Regions from separate parts of the Ovis canadensis genome. Here region 2 is linked to region 1. The links are chromatin contacts, called in public Hi-C maps. All regions are on one chromosome and are shown on one strand. The core of a region is the stretch at or near the end of the contact, and the rest is flanking DNA. Distances in the headings are between cores, read along the strand shown. Region 1 has its middle 12 kb from the start of CEP63. Region 2 has its middle 60 kb from the start of AMOTL2.

Region 1 (2,698 bases), core at 129-2,628:
ATTTTGCCCACCTGAGACTCAAGCTCATACTCACAGTCAGGCCTGGAGACTCCTTACTATGCTGTTCTCCAGCTCTTTGTGTTATTTGTAGATGTTATTCACCATCATAAAATGAACCATTAGGCTCTAGAAAGACTATTTCCCAAAGTTTCCTTTCTTGACTTAACCCCGCTTGACCCACAGTTAAATTCATCCCCCAGTCCCTTGCCACACTTCCCCCCATCTGTGGGCTCCTGTGGAAAGTGGCGGGGGGGGGGGTGGGCAGTTAGGGGCTGGCAGGCGAGGGCAACTGCATGGTCACCTGAGAAGACACCCATCTGTGCCCGTCCTGGCCTTGACCTCTGCACCTGCACCAACCAGGACTGGCTTCATGGGCACACAGCCTGTGCAGACGCACCGGCCCCACATGCAGAAGCCCCCACCGTGGCTGTCTTGAAAACTTTAATCATTTTTGAACAAGCGGCTCACGTTTTCATTTTGTTCTAGGTTCCCGAAATTATGTAGCTGGTTCTTGGCACCCATCTATGGGGTTCCATGATGGACGGTGCCCTCACCTTGGGAGTGACAATTTAAGACACCGTGAGCATTGGCCTTAGGGGTGATAGAAGAGCAGGCAGGAAAGGCAAGAGAAAACCTGAGGCCAACCTTCAGGCTTCCTATGGAGTCCTGAAAGTTATTCCGGTTCCTCACAAAATCGTACAATGCGTTACTGAAAGTGTTTCCTGAGCTCCTATGTCTACAATGCGTTACTGAAAGTGTTTCCTGAGCTCCTATGTCATTCTTGTTGCCTGAAAGTGGCCCCTGGGGTGAGGGGTATGTAGAGAAATGCTGAAGGTGCAACAAGGTGGTTTTGTGGACGGCTAAGCAAACCTCAAGAGAGGTGTTCACCCAATCCTAGGTATGCTTTTGCCCAAATTTCATCTGGAGCTCAGCCAACTGCTACATGGATGTGTACCCTGTGGCCCTGAGTTCAGCAGTGCAGCTGGCTCAGAAAAGGGCCTCTGACTAAGAGGAGGGGCACAGCTGCAGAGCTGGGAACTTCAGTCCGTGCATTCCTTCAGGACGGTTCTACCCAGGTTTTTCTTTAGTTTACCTTCTGTGTTGGGCCATATGAAAAAGCTATTTTTATAGGTCAAAATAGTCACCGTTTCCTCTGTTTTTAGCTAATATTCTTTCCTAGAGCCAACTGTGCATGAATACACCCAAAGACACAGCATACACAAGGCACACAAACCAGACTTGATGAGGGAGGCAAGGATCTGGCAAAGGGTGGAGAATTTGAAAACAGCCAAATGACTGGAAAGGAAGTGAGAGAGGTTGATGTGTAAACCCATCCCCGTGATTCCATGCCTAGCCTGTGACTCAGCTCCCCTTTATCGTGGCCACCACCCAAGGACAAGGGGGTTTTCCTCCGCCCATGCCGTGGTCTTGCTGCCCCTCTCCAGGCACCGCTCCTGGTGCCGCCTCCTCCTCTGTCAGCTGAGTCTCAAGCCCTCCCCCCGACCCCCTTGCCATGCTGGCAGATTGGTATCCACTTTAACTGGCAGGCAGTCTAACTGTCCGAACTTCTTGAGGAAGAGGGAGGTCACTAGCGGGAACATCCTTGTATCTGTCATCCAATAAGACACCCCCCCACCTCATCCTCCCTCAGCGCAGCCCAGACAGATGTGCCTGGTGAGGCCCTTCTCTCCTGGCCCATCTTTTTATTTTATTAATTTAAGATAATTGCTTTACAGAATTTTGTTGGCTTCTGCCAAACAGCAACAAGATCAACAACCATAGGTATACATATATCCCCTCCCTTTTAAAACTCCCTCCCATCTCCCGCCCCATCTCACCCCATCAGATTGTCAGACTTTCAGATTGTCACAAAGGCCATGTTTGAGTTCCCTGAGTCACAGAGCAAATTCCCATTGGCTATCTATTTTACATATGGTAATGTAAGTTTCCCTGTTACTCCCTTTCCATGCATTTCACCCTCTCCTTCCTCCCCGCTACCCATGTCCATAATTCTGTTCTCTATGTCTGTGTCTCCGTTACTGCCCTGCAGATAATTTCATCAGTACCATCTTTCTAGATTCCATATAAGTCAGAAAGAGAAAGATACGTTTTGTATACTGGCCCATCTTCCTGGCTTTGCTTTTCCAGCTGCTCTTCTCCCGCCCACGCTCTCAACTCTCACGGCTCTGTGGGTGTTGAAAGATACTCTTTCTGCTCCATTCACAGCTCCTGCTCACCCGGGGCTGCCCTCTAGGAGATTCAGTCCTCACAAGTCCAAGTTCTTAGCCCTGGAGGACAGGCAGTAGTGGTTCCAGGAGTATAAGAGAAATGAGCCCCAGGCCAAGCTGGAGGATTCCAGGTAGACTGGACTTATTTACCTAAATATCTTTCTCTATACATTAGACTTATCTTTCTTCTTTCATGTTGTAAATTCCTTTAATAGAACCCACATCACCTTTACATCTTGTTTTATTTTACATAAAAGTTACTTATGTGAAATTACATATAAGTAAAATATATACAACCCACTGCACTATTTTTGCCTGGGGAATCCCGTGGACAAAGGAGCCTGGCAGGCTACATTCCATAGGGTCGCAAAATTGGACACGACTGAAGTGGGAAATAGATGGGGAAACAGTGGAAACAGTGTGAGACTTTATTTGGGGGGGCTCCAAAATCACTGCAGATGGTGATTGCA
Region 2 (2,698 bases), core at 93-2,592, 160 kb after region 1:
ATCCCATGGACAGAGGAGTCAGGTGGGCTGTGGTCCATGGGGTCACAAAGAGTCAGACGTGACTGAAGCAACTAAGTAGGCATGCTCTTCCTTAAACCCTCTGAACACAAGGCTCCCTCTTTCACCCATCTTTTGGGCTAACTCCTATTGGCCTCTCAGGTCACTTGGCAGCTTCCTCCTGGAAGCCTTCCAAGATCTCCCAATCTGGGTTATTCTTTTATGTTTCCCAACACCCTTGGCTTTGTCCCTCTCTGGGTGTTTCAGCAACTGTCTCTAGAATCTGAATGTCAGCTCCTAAAGGACAGGAGGTGCCTTGTTCACCTCTGTGCCCCCAGAATTTAGCTCAGGGACTGTCACAGCTCAGTAAATATTTGGTGAATGAATTAAATACGTCAGTTCAGTTCAGTCGCTCAGTCGTGTTCGACTCTGCGACTCCATGAACCACAGCATGCCAGGCCTCCCTGCCCATCACCAACTCCCAGAGTTCACCCAAACCCATGTCCATCGAGCTGGTAATGCCATCCAAACATCTCATCCTCTGTGGTCCCCTTCTCCTCCTGCCCTCAATCTTTCCCAGCATCAGGGTCTTTTCCAATGAGTCAGCTCTTCGCATCAGGTGGCCAAAGTATTGGAGTTTCAGCTTCAACATCAGTCTTTCCAATGAACACCCAGGACTGATCTCCTTTAGGATGGACTGGATGGATTTCCTTGCGTCCAAGGGATTCTCAAGAGTCTTCTCCAACACCACAGTTCAAAAGCATCAATTCTTCGGTGCTCAGCTTTCTTCATAGTCCACCTCTTCCTTTATAGTCCAACATGACCACTGGAAAAATAGCCTTGACTCTTGGATATTTAGTCCCTTCCTGGCTTGTCAAAGAGCACCTGATCCCAAACTGGATCTTCTGCTTTTCCCTTCCCCTCTTCAAGCCTTACCAGCCACAGTATGCCCTAAAGTTGGCAAATCTAGGGTCTGAACTCTGTCCCTTGAGGCTGGTGGATTCCATCGTCCCTTCCACCCCTTCCCCTGACTTCTCCATGCCACAGTGGACTACATCGGGTTTCCCTTCTTTTCTAAACCACATCTGCTCTCGAAGCACGCTACCCTGGGACTGGTGTTGAGTCCCCGATGGTCTGGCAGCCGTCAGTACCCTATCCTCCAGCCGGACGTGCTACAGGTTCTGGGGGGTGGCAGAGAGGGGGCCCTCCCGCGGAGCCGCTGCCAGGCGTTCTCCAACGGGAGGGGACCGAACTTCTGCGTTCAGGGCGCGCAGTGTACACCCTGTTCACATTCCTAAGCAGACCGGAATGCGGACGCGGGACAAGCCAAGGGCCGCATTCCTCGGGTTGGGCGGGAGCACGGCCCGGGCCCCGCCCCGCCAGCCCCGGCCCCGCCCCCAGGCCCTGCCTGCTGGACCCTGGACCACAGCCTGAGAGGGCGTCCCCTGGCGGTGCCGGCGGCCAGAGGCGGGACCCGCGGCTCTGCCCTCTATTCCGGGCCCCCTGCCCGTCCTCCCCGCCTCCTCCCGGGTTCTCTGGGCCTGAACCCAGCCCGCCCTTTGGATCTTAGAATCCCCTCCTTTATCTTCCCCGGGAAGCTGCCTGCTTCCGGAAACTGATTAGGACTCCAAAGCGCTTATTGGTTTTTGTTATGTGCTGCCAGTCAAATCAGAAAAAAAGGAATGGCTCCCCAGGCCTTCACAAAATCCTAACTCCAGGGTGGCTTCCTCTCCTGGCTTCCCATCCTGTCCCCAGGGAGCCCGTCTTGACCTGCCTCTGATGGGTGCCTCTGTGGGAATTTCCCACCCTCGTGCGCGGTCTCCTCCCAGCTGGCCCAGCTGGCACCATCAGGGCCAGAGACCAAGATGAATGGCCTCGCCCCTGCCGAGTCACCTCCCACTGCTCCACTGAGGGCTTGGGGAAAGAAAATGTGGCCCTAAGTCGAAAGCTGTGAGAAAATGGGCCTGAGTCTGTAGGTCTGTACCTTGGCCTCTACTGGAAAAAGCACCACTGCCTCAGAGGAAGGATCCCTGGGAGCCGAGGCCCCAAGAAAGTGGAAAGCCACTGGGCTGAGGGTTTCCACGATGGTGTAGAAACACAACACACACACAAACTGCACTAACCTCAAAACACCACTGAAACAGGTTAGCAAAAAAGGGCTTGTACCCAGAACCAGGACTGGGCTATACATGTTTAAGTCACCCTCCAGGGTCTTGAAGAAGAGGAGCTGTTTACTCACTCCTTCGTGAGGGGACAGGCAGCTTGTTTCCCCAGATACCTGGTCAATGGAATGGTGGACACTGCCAGGAAGGCGTGGGCTCACACCCTACTTTCTCAGCTTGTTGCAGGTATCCTTCCTAGTGGGAAAGAAGCTGTGCCCTCACGTTGCTTGCATATGGAAATTTGCATGTTTATCAGCCCATTACCGGTTAGGCACTCACCCTGTGGTTAAAGTGACATCTGAGCAGCCAGTAATGAAAGAAAGCATGCCTGGAACTTGCATTGCTCACCGTCAGAGAGGGTTGTGAATGTTGCCAGGAAAGATGGGAAAGCAGAAACCAAACTCTCATTGGCCAACACCTCAGCTGTAAGAAAGGGCAGGGCAGCAGGGGCACTGGATTGGAGCTTGGCCTTGATTGCTAGCTTACCTTGACCTTGAGAGCTGGCTTACCTTGCTCAGTTGTTTTCTCAGCCTCTCAAG

The links. Hi-C and Micro-C count contacts between places; a contact is called where the count stands out from the background.
Region 2: a contact with region 1 is called in a Hi-C map of fibroblasts, with 10 times the contacts expected there. The contact joins two enhancer-like sites. A contact is called at or near these places in 2 of 2 Hi-C or Micro-C datasets (fibroblasts and lung).

The regions. Positions count from the first base shown.
Region 1 is chr1:257,984,848-257,987,545 of ARS-UI_OviCan_v2, forward strand. No RefSeq gene overlaps it. Among named protein-coding and RNA genes, the nearest start is that of CEP63, 12 kb to the left of the region's middle. Within about 2 kb of position 1,379, the one cell type or tissue checked has open chromatin away from gene starts, as enhancers often do. A contact at or near this core is called in fibroblasts, where this site is marked.
Region 2 is chr1:258,140,524-258,143,221 of ARS-UI_OviCan_v2, forward strand. No RefSeq gene overlaps it. Among named protein-coding and RNA genes, the nearest start is that of AMOTL2, 60 kb to the left of the region's middle. Within about 2 kb of position 1,343, the one cell type or tissue checked has open chromatin away from gene starts, as enhancers often do. A contact at or near this core is called in fibroblasts, where this site is marked.